Regions from separate parts of the Oryctolagus cuniculus genome. Here region 1 is linked to region 2. A link is a contact called in public Hi-C data. All regions are on one chromosome and are shown on one strand. The core of a region is the stretch at or near the end of the contact, and the rest is flanking DNA. Distances in the headings are between cores, read along the strand shown.

The links. A called contact is a pair of places that touch in the nucleus more often than the background predicts.
Region 1: a Hi-C map of skin fibroblasts shows a contact between it and region 2, with 2.4 times the contacts expected there. The contact joins the promoter of FAM43A here to the enhancer-like site in region 2. A contact is called at or near these places in 5 of 6 Hi-C or Micro-C datasets (ear pinna, liver, psoas muscle and 2 more).

What each region holds. Positions count from the first base shown.
Region 1 is chr4:84,741,691-84,748,662 of mOryCun1.1, forward strand. FAM43A (family with sequence similarity 43 member A) reads right to left here and starts at 5,452. Exons shown (of 1, transcript XM_008266697.4): 1 at 3,250-5,452. The coding sequence starts at 5,292. The coding sequence ends at 4,045.
Region 2 is chr4:84,438,651-84,445,933 of mOryCun1.1, forward strand. The region is part of intron 3 of XXYLT1 (xyloside xylosyltransferase 1); the gene reads left to right. Among named protein-coding and RNA genes, the nearest start is that of XXYLT1, 130 kb to the left of the region's middle. Within about 2 kb of position 4,596, at least 1 of the 8 cell types and tissues checked has an H3K27ac peak or open chromatin away from gene starts, as enhancers often do.

The sequences.
Region 1 (6,972 bases), core at 4,202-6,701, 300 kb after region 2:
TGACCGGGAGAGGAAAAGTGTTCCAGAGCCCACTAAATACTCAAACCACCAAGATGATGCTTGATCAGGGTGAGTGACTTCCTCGCCGGCAGCGGGAGTTGGGTCCAGGAACACTTGGGTGTTAAGACCAGGTGAATCGGCCGGCGCCGCGGCTCACTAGGCTAATCCTCCGCCTTTCGGCCCTGGCACACCAGGTTCTAGTCCTGGTTGGGGCCCTGGATTCTGTCCCGGTTGCCCCTCTTCCAGGCCAGCTCTCTGCTGTGGCCAGGGAGTGCAGTGGAGGATGGCTCAAGTCCTTGGGCCCTGCACCCCATGAGAGACCAGCATAAGTACCTGGCTCCTGCCATCGGATCAGCGCAGTGCGCTGGCTGCAGCGCGCCGGGCCGCGGCGGCCATTGGAGGGTGAACCAATGGCAAAGGAAGACCTTTCTCTCTGTCTCTCTCTCTCACTGTCCACTCTGCCTGTCAAAAAATAAATAAATAAATAAAAAATATAAAAAGAAAAAAGACCAGGTGAATCCACAAGAACAGAAAAAGCCCCGGCTAACAGGGAGCCAGGTCCACATGTGGCCACATGCAGGAGGCCGGGTGCAGAGGGAGACTGTGGCCTGGAGCCCGGGACTCCAAGTGTGGGGCGGGGCTCCGGCCCGCAGGCCACGCCCACTTCTGGCTTTGTCAGGCATCACTTAGGAGCAGACGCCAGGGCTACAGATGCCCACTGCACGGAGGAAAGGGGTCTGCTTGCTCGATGAGCGGATCCCGTTAGAAAAGCGGGCAACCAGCTTCTACAGGAATTTTTCTGTTTCTCATGATCCTTGGTGACCGCCAGGAGCTCCCCAGCGCCGGGCCGGGGGTTGAGTCCAGCAGCCAGTTCTCTCCTTGGCCCGGCAGAACTCTCAGAGGCAGCTCTGTCCCCCTGGAGGAAACTGTGCTGCTTTCTCTGTGTGACCCACTCTTGCCGGGCCTGCCGGGCCGGGAGTGGGAGCTTCTCCGTAGGGGGCAGGTGTGTGTGCAGGGGGTGCGGTTGAGAGGGTCTGTAACCCCAGTTGTTACGCCATCCTGCTCCTCTCCCGGCCCCCTCAACCTACACGACCGGCTGTGGGCTGGAACGTGGGATGTCTGTGCAGAGGGCGGCGAACGCCGGCTCCGAGCTCTCCTGCCGCCGGAAGCAGCTCCGCCAGCCTTGCAGCGAAGCCTGCACGGTCAGACGGCAGCGGCGGCGGCGGCGGATTGCTCAGGCAGGAATGTGGTAGGTGTCTCGCTGCATTTCAAGTCCGGTGACGAAAAGGAGAAACACGAGCCTCGCCTGGCAGAAGGCGAAGTTCCGTGGGACTTCTCACGCGGGAGCTTTCTCAACGTGTGCTTCAGCTAATTAGTGAGCTGGCTTTTCTCACACCACTCTGGTCCCTCTGCAAGCTAGGAGCAAATTGATTTTGAGGGAACTTTTGTTTCCATGCAAAACATCTCTTCTTACGCGGGTGATATCACCCCTGGAAGACTGGGCTGTGAGAAGAGGTGAGTCACGTATCACCTTTGCATCTCCTAGAGTTACATCAGTCAGAGCCTCAGGTGCTGTGGGGACAGAAGCCAGAAAGAGGGGGAGGGCCCGCTGGGAGGGAGGAAGGGAGCCCGGTTGCTCTCTAGTCTGCCTGTTTTCCTCCTCCTCCTCCTCCTCCTCCTCAACCCCCAAGCCTCTCCTTCTATTTATAAACTGGATGAGAGACAAGTGCCACGTATTGGTGGCGTCAGTTTAAATGCCATTTGTCTGCACTCTCTAACTAACCGCCATGCCCCCGTGGGCCACAGATGAAGACCAACCTTGGCGTTCTCACCAGCCACATAAACTGGGTTAAGATACTGAACACACGCAGACCCTGCTCCACCCCCAAGTCTTAGCTCTATTATCTTCCTTCGGTTTTATGTCCTCATCAGTTGTGGATAACAGAAGCCCTTGGCACTGTGTGGGAACCCCTGGAAACGTGAGACCGAGTCACCCAGGAGAGCACCTGCCTGCCCATGGGTGTGGAAGGTGGCCCCAGGCGGCAGGCTGGGATCAGTCCCTGACCTCTCTCCACCTGGGAGCCTTCAAATCTCACTCCATCATGTGCATCTGAAGGATGTGGAGAGAGATGGGGCCTCTCAACCCAACCAGAACATAATAGGTCCAAAGCTGGGACATAGGCCCTTCGGAACAGACTGAATGTTTTTAAACTATTTCCCACCCACCCCCTCGGCCTTATGCCTGCCCGCACCACTCCCATTAATTAGAAGGACAACCTCTCCCCCTCCCTTCTCCTCTGGTCCCAGTGAATTCCAGACTCTGCAGGATCTCTGGGCCTAGCTGCTGCAGGTTGTTTATGAAGAAAACAAAGCGGCCTCAGAACACCAGCAAAGGCCAAAGGCCGCGAGGGAGATCCATTTCGGCAACACAGGAAAAGAGGCCCGAGGGGGCAAAAGGAAAAAAGACTTTGCAGAAGGCACAGTTTTTGTAGCCTCTCATTACAACTTGCAGCTGATCGGGTGTAGCCCAACCAGAGACATCTGTTTGGAGTTTACAACAGAAACAAACAGGCAGAATGCAGGAAAACTCCAAAATACACACACCCAGCCCAAGCTCCACCAGCTCCCTCCGCCCTGACCTCCACACCGTTCCCCAGCAGGCCAGCCTGGGCTGCGGAGGGGACCCGGCTCTGCAACCTGCCCAGCTGCCCGCCCACCCCACCTGCACTGCCTCATGCACACTAAGGCTTTGCACTCTGTGGGGGCTTTCCTTAGGTCTCTAGTTCATCCTTAAAGCTCCTTGGGCTGTTTGGAAAGGAAAGGACTGTGTCTTCGCGTCCTCGGATTTGATCAGTGGAACCCACAGAAGGAGGTGGGAAAACACTCAATGACTTCCAAAGTCACAGGCCTCACAGGCCAAGATGGAAAACAGTACTCACCCCGGCCCCTCCAAAGGTTAACTCTGAACAACAGAAGTCCACACTCACGTGTAGCTTAATAAATGAAGAATAAACGGATGCCCTGGAGAAGACTGGCCCCCATACACAGGCCCCAGGCCCAGTCTGACCCCAGAAAGAAGGGTCCCTTCTCAAATCCTCTCCCAACACACACACACACACACACACACAGCCCCTTCCACGCCCACACCAGGCACCTGCAGCAGCACTTCGGACGCTTACCTGTTCTGTCCAATTTTCCTCTTTATTCTCTCCCCACTGGCAGGCAAACAGAACCAGAACAGTGCCACTCTTAAAAAATAACAAATTGCTTTATCCACATTTCTGTATATACAACCGCACAACATGTTACATGTTTCTTTTGCACAGCAAAAGGTATAAAACATCCAGCTCTGAGAACACAGTTAGGTACAAAAAAAAAGTCAAAAATACTTCACAACAGTGCAAAAATATTTTACACAGCGTCACGGAGTGAGATCTTCTGAACAGGAGGAAGGTGCGTGTGTTTCTAAAGGAGAGCTCCTTTTTTTAAGATATTAGATGTCTTTAACTGTAAACAACTTGCAGCTTGCTTTCACTCCCCCCCCCCCCAAATAAAACAGTTATTTGAGGAATTTGGCAGGTTTTCAAGGGTCTCAGTCTGAGGTAAACAGCACAAGCTCTGGAACCAAAGAGAACTGGAGGTGCAGAGGCCTCCCCAAAGGCTCAAACGTTTTTAATGACACGGCAATGACAGCGCAAGGCCCTCCCCTCAGGGGGGTCGGGAAGGAAGTTAACCCCTCCTCGTCCGGCCCAGCTGTCCGCAAACAGGAAGCCAGGGCCAGGCACCTCGCGCCCCTACAGCCCCGGGGGCCCCCTTACCCCCATCTCTCCGTTGTGGGATTTCCAGGGGTCACACAGCACCCCCACTAACCCTTGCGCAACCCGAGCCGCCTCCAACAGAGCGAAGTACTGGGGCGTAGCGGACGGGTTGAGGGTGGCTGCCGGAGAGAACTCAGAAGTGCCCCATTTCCCTGTCCCGGGACGAGGGACCAGGGACGGGGACGAGGTCGGAACCGCGGTTAGGGAGCCCCCGTGGGCGCGGCTCTCAGCCCGAGCGCGGCTCCTCGAGGCTGGCGCTGCCGGTGCTGCCGGACGGGTCCCCGGCGGGGACGGAGGCGGCGTCCGGGCCCCCGCCCTCGATGGAGCTCTCGCTGCCGGTGCTCTCGCCCGACAGCAGGCGCGTCACCCGCAAGTCGGCCTGCAGGGTGCGCACGTCGTTGCCGAAGCTGAGCTCGCCCAGGTCGCTAATAAGCTGCGACAGCTCGGCCTTCACGTCCGAGTCGCTGCCCAACAGCAGGGGCGGCGGCCCGGCGCCGGGGCCCACCGAGACCCCGCCGCCCCCCGGCGCCTCCTCGCGGTCGTTCTCCAGCGTGTCCAGCAAGTCCCCGCATTCCAAGTGCATGGCCACCACCAGCGCCCCTTGCGTCTCGGCCTCCCCCTCCTCCTCCTCCTCTTCCAAGCAGGCCTCGGGCTGCTCCTCCTCCCCTTCCTCCTGCAGCTCCTGCTCCTGCTGCTCGCCGAGCAGGTCCTCGGTGATGGAGCCGAGCTTGGGCGCGCTGCGGCTGCGCTCCACCGGCGGCTTGTAGCAGCAGGGTCCGTGCAGGAGCAGCTTGCGCAGCGGCACTAGCGGGATGGTGTGCGCGCCCACCAGCTCCTGCTGCTGGTGGCGCGCGTCGTCCCGCCGTTTGAGGCGTTTAAATTCCGCCAGAGCGTTGGCCGACGTCTGGTAGAGCAGCAGGGCCATGGCTTGCGCCTTCTCAGGCTTGGACACCAGCACGGCGTGGCAGCGCAACATGACTGCCTTGTGCTTTAGCTCGTGCCGGTACACCCAGGCGAAGACCTTGGGTAGTCGCGCGTCCGCCACGCAGTAGGTGACGCGGTGCAGCAGGTAGAGGTGGCCCGGGCGGCGCAGCGCGCGCTCTTCGGCGTGCACCATGCGGATCCCCTGCGCACTCACGGTCAGCTTCATCTTGGTGCCCTGACGGCCCGCCTCGCTTTTGCTCCAGATCTTGCCCACAGCTAAGTCGGTGCAGCCGTCGCCGCGCGCCTGGATGGTGGTGGCATTGCCCAGGTAGAGCACGGTGTAGGTGGGGTCCTCGCTGGTGATGTGCAGCTTCTTGCGCTTGGAGCGGAACATGCTGCCCACCCGGCTGAGCGCGCCTTCGGGGCACGCCCGCGCGAGCGAGCTGAGCGCCGAGTAGTGCAGGCTCACGGCGTAGCCCTTGGGCTTGGACGCCTGCCGCGGCGGCGCCTCGGCCAGCAGCTCGAACTTGTGCTTCTTCCACGGCAGCATCTCCGGAGGGCGCCCCGGCGCTGCTGGGCGGCGGCGGCGGAGCGCCGGGTGCGGGCCCCGCTGAGCCACCAGCCCCGGCCGGGCTCGGCCCGGGCAAGACCGAAAAATAAAACTCTGGGAGTAGGGAGTTGGAGAGGGGAGGGGACGAGAGGACAAATAGTGCTAGGGAACCCCGCGGGGGGTAGAGGAGGGAATATTGTTCCGAGTGTGCAAAAATAAAGGGGGAACGGGGGCGCGCGCGCACCGAATTAACCCAGCCTGGGAAAAGGAGGACCGCGGAGTCTCAGGCAGGCAACAAAAAGAGAAAGAGGATACGAGCGGAGCGGAAAATGTCTGAGAAACAAGCTAGATGCGCGCGAGCAAATATACGGAGGGTGCCCCCGGCCAAAGCGCCCGGGATGGTGCGAGGCTGTACGCGCACTCCTCCGCAAACGTAAAAAGGCACCCCCTGCCCCCAGCCCCGGGGACTGGGGCCAGAAGCCGCCGAAACTCTCCCGTGAGAGTGCCAGGGGCCAGTGCTCCCCACCCCCACGGGGCGCCGGCCACCGAGCGCCCCCGGCGGGGCTGGTCCCAGGTCAGCGGCGTGCCCGGAGAGCGGTCGGGCGGTGGGTCCGGCTGGCGGCGGGGGCCCAGCGCAGCAGTCCTGCTGGGGCTCACCGCATCCTTGCTCCGGCCGCTCACTGTCCGGGCTGGCTCGGCCGGGGCAGCGCTGGGCTCCGAGGGCGGGGCGCGCGCATGGCCGGCTCCGGGGCCCGCCGCTACCTCATTCCTTCCCTCACCGGCTGTCCTCGGTCGGCTGCTCGCCTCTGCAGCTCGCCCTCTCCGGTGCCGCGAGCCGTAGCTGGCTCGCCCGCCTCACATCCTTGCCGTCCGGGAGGAAGATCTCGGGTAAATATAGGCCGGCACGAACCATTCGCCGCGCGGGGACAGGGGAGGAGCAGGCCAGAGGAGAGGATCCGTTTCGGACTCCGACGCCCGACGGATTCCTGGTCTCTTAAAGGGACCCGGTTGCGCCATTGGCCAAGGGAGGGGGGAGACCGGTCCAATCCCGCGATTACATTCCAAATTAACCAGCCTCTCTTTTAAGTATGGAAAGCACCGAGACTTGGCTGTACCCAACTGCAAAGGGAACTGGAACTCTGGCACTCCACCCCCAGGCTGAATTGCAACTCACGGAATAAATGTAGGACTAGATCGAAACTTCTGGGGGAGGTAGTGGAGGATGAGGTTGTACGGTCTAATTTCCGGTGCGAAAAGGTTGGGGAAATAGTGTTTTCCTCCTTGTATGACAGCTCTCTGAGAATCGCTGGGTGCTGTTTAGTATTACTGTTTTCAGAATTTCATTCTATTACAAGGGAAGGGGACAAAGACACTCACTTCCCACTATCTTGAAGCTTGGAATCCATAGGGAGACAGCAAAAAGCCACGGTGAATGCCAAGGTGTCTGCAGTGAACTGTATGGGGATAACATACACTCAATAGATGCTTCCAGCTCCTGACCCCAGCCTGACAGGCCTCAGTGGAGAGCAGTTTTCTGAGAGGCATACAATGTCTTAGTAATACTTGTGTGTGGTTGTCCAGTTTACTTTGGCAGGCCAGTCATTCAGTTTTATTATGTCATTGACACATTTTGGATGTGAATTCCTAATAAAACTTCAAATGACAGTGCTTTATTTGGGT
Region 2 (7,283 bases), core at 3,346-5,845:
AGCAGCAACCCCCCCAGGCCCCAGGCAGCGTGTCCCGCTCTGCACTGACGGCCTCCTGCTCGCTCGGAGTCCACAGGCTGAGGGCCCTGGGAGAGCCTGGAGCAGGTGGCCTCTGGAATGCAGGCAGAGAACCAGGCTGCTGATCCCCCTGATTCTGTTGGGAGGTGCGAGAGCGTCAATGTCCAGAACCCAAAGAAAAGAAACTGCTCAAGTCTAGTGCACACGCTCAGTGGACGCAGCGGTCCCGGCAGGCCTTGCTGCTTCTCTGGGCCTAACACCTTCTGCTCTCTGCCAGGTTTTATTTATTTATTAAATGTTGTACAAGGGTGAGCATTTGGTGTAGAGGTTAAGATGCTGCTAGGGAAGCCTGCATTCCGTGCTGCACTGCCTGGGTTCATCTCAGATTCACTTCCCATTCTAGCTTCCTGCTTATGCGCATCCCGGGAGGCAGCAGGTGGATTCCCATGTGAGAGACCCAGATTGAGTTCCCAGCTCTCAGTGTTGGCCCAGCCCAGCCCCAGCTGCAGCAGGCATTTGGGGAGTAAAGTAGATGGGAGATCTCTCTCTCTCTCTGTCTCTCTCTCTCTCTCATTTTCTTTCTGCCTTTTCAAATTATGTTAGTAATAATTTAAAAATAAAAGTTGTGCATATCTATATCTCATAGCTGTGCCATTGTAACCACTTTTAAGGGTATAGGCAGTGGCACTGACTCCATCTACAACATTGTATAACCATTCCCACTGTTTCCAAAACAGTTACATCTCCCCAGGCAGAAACTGTGCACCTGTGGAGTGAGAACTCTCTGTGAATTTCCCTACTCAAGACTTTCACGTATGAAGAACCATATGACGTTCGTCTCCCGAGCCACTCTCTGCAGCCTCTGGGCCCTGGGGCACTTTGTTCCCCCTCCCTGGCCTGATCTTTCTCTGCAGCCTTCGGTTTGACGCTTGCTCCCTGCTCGGCCTGCTGCTCTGTCTGTAGGGGCATTTGTGTGAGGGTCTTCTTTCTCCACCACACCTGCAGCTGAATCAAGAGCGACTGTGCCATCTCAGAGCAGGTGCTCAGGGCTGTGTTCCACCCGAGGCAGTGTTCCCTGGGCACTCAGCACACCCTGAGAGGTCTGTACTGTGCAACGAGGCTTTGAAACCAGGCTTCCCCACCTCTGGGCTGGGCGGCTTTGACTAACTCCCTTAACCCCATAAGCCTCAGTTTTTTCTTCTGCAAAATGGGGATGAAGCAGCACCTGCCTCACAAGCTTAGGAGAGCAAATTCAAGTCTGGAAACACTCAGAACAGTGTGCACGTGTGCTGGCACTGGGGGCGTTTATTATGGCCAGTGTTGCAACCAACATCACAAAGTTTTTCTAAGGATTAAGTGAGATGATGCGCACAAATTTTTTTTTTTTTTTTTTTTTGACAGGCAGAGTGGACAGTGAGAGAGAGAGACAGACAGAAAGGTCTTCCTTTGCCGTTGGTTCACCCTCCAATGGCCGCCACGGCCGGCGCGCTGCGGCCGGCGCACCGCGCTGATCCGAAGGCAGGAGCCAGGTACTTATCCTGGTCTTCCATCGGGTGCAGGGCCCAAGCACTTGGGCCATCCTCCACTGCACTCCCTGGCCACAGCAGAGAGCTGGCCTGGAAGAGGGGCAACCAGGACAGAATCCGGAGCCCCGACCAGGACTAGAACCCGGTGTGCCGGCGCCACAAGGCGGAGGATTAGCCTAGTGAGCCGCGGTGCCGGCTCTCACAAATTGTTTTAAAAGTGGCTAAAATGTACTAAACATGTAGTAGATATCAGCTGCCTGTGTGTGTGTGTGTGTGTGTGTGTGTGTGTGTGTGATTATGTCAAAGCCAACTCAGCACTGAGAGAGGTTGCAGGCTCTGTCTCTGACTGGAAGTTGGCACTGGTCTGGTGCACAGCCCGGAGCTCTTCTTAGGTAAAAATCAGAAGCGCCTGACTTGAGGTGCTTTCCAATTCCACTGCCCAGCCCAGCACTGGCAGCTTTTTCTCCTCTTTAAATCTGGAACAAATCCTGGGAATTGGAATTCTGCTGACCCTGGGGAAAGATCCTCACGCTCCGCCTCCGTTCCCAAGGCTGAGCAGGCTTGACTGTCCGGGTGATACCTACCATCTCAGTGAAGGTTCTTGGGAAGGGGCCCCTCGACGGAAACCAAGCTCCAGAGAGCTTGTCTCTGTGCTCTGATCTTACTTGCCAGCAGACACAGCCCTGCTTATTGAGCAGCTATTAAATACCAGGGCACGGAGGCAAAGGGCTGGGGCTGCAGAATGAGCGTCTTCTTCAAAATGCATCCTCATTCGAGGAAAGGAAGAGTCAAGCTAGGTGGGAGGTTGGGCTGCAGTCTCCTGACCGCAGACGACGTGTGTGTGTGTGTGTGTGTGTGTGTGTGTGTGTGAAATGCGTGTTACAAGGACGTGTATATGCCTGTGTGTTACGAGTGCATGTTTGTACACTCATGTGCGTGTGGTGCATATGTGTACAGGGGGATGCAGTGGCCACAGAGCATGGTTCCCAGGGATCCTAGGTGAGTTTTCCCAACCACAGCCCTCCGAGCGCCGTGTCTACACTGCCGTCACTCACACGCTCTCTCCCTGGCCACACGTGTCCCTCTGCTGGACGGGGCTAGCACTGTGCCGAGGGGATCCCTCAGTCTGCTCTTGATGGTCCTGGGCTCAGCAGATACCCTGGAAGACTAGACTGAACCAGCTTCATTTTCTGATCGAGGTCAAAGGGGCTTGCTTGTGGCTGCGTTGGTGGGGAGGGAGGCCCAGGAGGAGACAGATACCACCAAGAGCTCACTGAAGAATGGATTGTCTGTCCGTCTAACTTCTCTCATCGTTGCTTTGGCTGTAGAAGCAACCCTGGCACCACTGAGCTGGCTTCCTCGAGCTCCTCACCTCTTGCTCTGGCAAGACCCTCTCTGAAGCTGCTTGAGTTGATGCAGGGCCAGGAAAAGGGGTGGGAAGGAAGAGTTTGAAGGGTTTCCTGAGTGGTCTTTCCCAGGCAGACCTGGGTAATACGGCTTCTAAAAGCACCCAGCTCGGGCCAGCATTTGGTGCGGTGTTTCAGACACGTCCCATCTCCCATCTGGGAGTTTTGGGGTTCAAGTCCCCTTCCTGCTTCCTATCCATTCCTGCTAGTGCACACCCTGAGAGGCAACGGTGATGGCTCAAGTACTTGGGTCCCTGTCACCCACCTAGGAAACCTGCATTGAGTTACTTTTTCCCAGCCCAGCCCCAGCTGTTATGGGCAATTGGGGATTGTGCCAGAGGATGGGAGATCTTTATCTGTCTGTCTTTGTCTCTCTGCCTTTCAAATAAATAAAATAAAATTTTAAAGTAATTTTTAAAAAACACTAGGCTTGTCTCCACTGAGCTGCTGAGCTGCCTTGAGAAGCAGACCCAGAGTGCACCTGTGCTGAAGGCACCGGCAGAGAGCAGGAGGCAGCAGGGAGGGGGCTGGGCCTGGGGCTCCCCACGCTGCCCTGTGCGGCTGCCCTGAGAGCTGTCAGGCTCCCTCGCTGGACAGAGTCCTCTGAGGAACTGCCCTGTGCGACCTGAACCCTGTATTTCCCCTGTGCCACACACAGGAGCAGTTAGAACTGGAGGCCAAGCCCTCCTCCCTGATGGCCTGGGTGCAGCTTCTGAGCTGGACTCCGCCCCTCTGGGGCAGGAGGGAGGCACGTGTGCACGGGCTGTCACACGTTCTTCCCTTTAACTCTCCGGCAATCTCCCAAGATGTTTCCCTCTCCACTCTTGCCTTGAGAAAACTGAAGCCAAAGGAGGAGAAACAGCGTTGGAGGCCCCCTGCATCCCGGGACATGCAGGCACCGCTGTGCCACGTGCGGCCCTCGGTGCTGGCTGAGCAGGTCCCAGGACTGGCTTCCACGCGCCCCCAGGCCCCTCTCTTTCCTGCACTTTCTCACTGCACAGAAGTGCAGCCCATGGACCGGCAGCGTCGCCATGCCTGGGAGTTTATCTGCACTGCGGAATCCTGATCTGTATGTGGCTGGATCCCGCACATGGATTTCAGAGGCGCAGTGGAGCTTGGGAAGGCTGCTGTCCACCCAGCAGCTCTTGTGCAGGGGAACCTGAGAGGGGAGTGGAGGCAGAGCGGGGCTCACTGTAGCCAAGAGGTGGTCCTGGAGACAGAGTGGGGCTTCCTCTGGACGGCTGGGGAAGGAGACCACGGCTGCTGGGAGGGGCACGAGTGTTGGCCAGCCCAGAGTGTCCAGCGAGCCTTTGCATCCGGGAAGCCCTTCTGAGAGGAGGGGTCATGAATGTGGGCTCCATAAAGGCATGTCCAGCTCTGTCCAAGGTGTGGGGAGACTCAGATGGCAGCACTGAGTTCAAGTTTGTGTCTGTTCAGAGTGAGAGGTCACGCGTGTGCGTGCAGGTGTCTGTAGCCTTAGATGAAGGGCCAGTGACTCCCAGGCTGTGCAGCAGGAAGCTGGAGAGGCCAGGGAGTATGCAGGGGGCAGACAGGCAGACAGGCAGGCAGGGCTGGCAGGTGACCAGGGCCTGCGCAGGGCCTGGCTTGGCTCTGTGGGCAGCTGGCTTCTTTGTCCTTGGCCTCCTTCCCAGGGTACATCCACAGCTGGGGCTCCTTCAAGCTCGACCCTGTGGCCAAGCTGTGGGGAATGGCTGAGGTTGGACACTCAGTGTCCTGTGGCTGCCCGGCCTTGCAGGAGGGCTCGCCACCTCTGCCTTCAGGGGTGCTGGGGTCCATGGGTCTGGGTGCCGGCTGGGTGAAGACAGGCTCCTGATGAGTGCAGATGTGGCTCGGGCCAGGGGCAGCCAGGGCCCCCATGGAGAAACCCACAGAAGGAAGGCCCCTGGCAGCAGCGTCCAACAGAACGGCCGCTGTCTTGGGAGGATTCTATTGGCTCCCCCAGGTAGGAGCCTGAGCAGGATCTAATTTGAATGCCAACCTTGCTCTGGTTTTCAGGCCGCCCCCTTCACATTCACTCACAGCCCAGCCAGCTGTTCTGGGGGAGCCCTGAGCTCCCCTTCCACGGGCTGGGCCTGCTCCACGTGGCTCTGGGCACCCCTGCGAGACGCCTGAGCAGTCTTCCAGGCAGAGGGACCAGGAGGGTGGTTGAGTGTCCCCGGTAGTGTCCCCGGCATAGCAGGTTTGGGAGACTCACCGGAAGGCCTGGAGAAGACTCTAGCACAACAGGTGCACAGAGGAGCCCGGGATACGGCTCCAGTTTCAAGGGGAAAATTGAGGACTGGCACAGCGGGGGAGGGGGCAGGGGATGAGCCCTGGGGCCCTATGTGGCCACGGGGAGCAGGGGAGAGGCAGGTTTGCTGTGAGTCTTCTGTGAGGAAAGCAGTGTGTCAGCGGGCCTAGCTCGGCCCTGTGGACTGGGGATCGTGCACGGTGCTGCCGTGGAGACTGTTCCGGTGATGGGAGGCCCAGTGGTAGGAATCGAAGAGCCACGCCACACCTAAGCTGGCAAAGCCAGGGAGAATGCGCTCCCGTGGTCCAGCTGGGAGACTGAGGCCCAGAATCACAGTGTGGCCTGGCCATGCCCCAGTGCACGTCTGTGATCATTGCACTAGTGGTGGCCATCTGCCCCATGTCTGCAGTGCTGGAGACAGAAACCTGGACTTGCAGTCCCTTCTCCTGCGGTCTCCCCTGTGCCTGCCATCCTCAGGCCCAGTCACACAACTGCCAAGTGTCCCCTGAGTCCCCCAACCCTTCCTTCCTGGGCCACGGCCGCCACACCCTCCCGATCTCGGTGCCTCCAAGCCAGTGCCCACCCCTGCCAGAGTGGCCGTCTTCATGCACAGGCCGCCTTGCTTCCAGCCCCTGGTTGCTGTCAGCATCAAGGTCTATGCCCCTGCCCTTCCTCCCTGGACCTACTCTGGTCCCTGCCCGGCTCAGCTGCCCCCGCTCCTGCCCGTCAGGCCACCCCAGCCAGCAGGGCTGCCCTCGGTTCCCCGTGGTGGCTTCTCTCCCTGCCTGCCTCCCTCACTCTGGTTCAGCTCCAGGCTTCAAGGTCAATTCCTCCAGGAGTCTCCCTGAGCCCTAGCACTGGGAGGTGACTTGTCCGTCAAGGTCTCCTAGCTCCCTGCTGTGCTGTCTCTCCTCTCCTCTTCCCACCCCGAATTGTCGTCGTCCCTTGGCTGGCCTGTGTCCCCCCACACTCAACTCCACAAAGGAGGAATCGGAGTTGCCTTTTCTGCCGCTGCCTTCCAGGGCGCAGAGCAGAATCCAGCACGCGGCAGGATGCAGCAAGAATTCCTTGGATTCATGAATGTGCCTGCTCTCTGAGCCCGACGCTTGGCGTGCACTGCCTCGTGCCAGCCTATGAGGGCCCTGAAAAGCTCTACAGATGACTGCGGCCCCGAGCTTTGCAGTTGGCAGCTGGAGGGCCTGCCCACAGGGAGGGGCAGTGCTGCGACGCAAACCCAGGCCTCATGGTGTGCCCTTAGCTGCTGTGCTTGTCCAATGGGATGGGCTAGGCTCTCCCACGGGTCTGTGGTCTCTGTGGCAATGCCATAGCATGCCCAGAGAGGGGCGGGGCTGCCCTGGTGATCTGTGTTTTGTGAACCAGATTCTTCCAGTCACCCCCAGTCTGAGTCACCGTGCGGCTGGGACCGGAGCCAGCCTTGCGGGACAACACAGTGCTTTGGGGGTTTTCTACTTCCTCTGTCCCCTTCCTAAAAAGAATGAAAGGGGGTTGCAGAGACGAGCCAGCTGGCTCCCGGGAGGCTGCAGGCAATGGTTGAGCCAGCTGGTGGGGAGCGGGAGCAGGCTGGGGGCCCTGTCTGTCTGACAGCTCAGGTGAGCTCTGTTTCCACCGCTGGGCTTCACCGAAGCTGTCTCTGTGCTGAGGCCCCGGGCAGCCCGTGGATAAGGAGAGGCTTTGCAAGTCAAGGTTGGGTCTTTTGACCTCTGCGAGGCCTGTGCAGCCAAGCGCAGAGCTGAGTGGGGTGGCAGCCTCAGGGCAGGCTCTTCGGACGCCAGCTGAGGCCTGAGCGTGTCAAACCAGCCCTGCTTGGAATGGCCTGTGGGAGCCTGGGCAGAGGAGCTCTGCTGGGGCTGTCCCTGGGCACTGCCCGCTACAGCCAGCAGGCACCACTTCAGGGCTGAGCCGAGGCCGCCTTTCTCCCCGTCTTCCCTGTGAAGGCTTGGAGCCAGGCTGCAGGGCCGGGGTTGGGAGGCGTAGCTCTGATGGTGGGGTTGGGTGGTGCCTCCAAGAGGGGGGAAGGCAGTGGGGCTGGCCAGGTGCAAAGCCCACGCTTCTCTTGGAGTC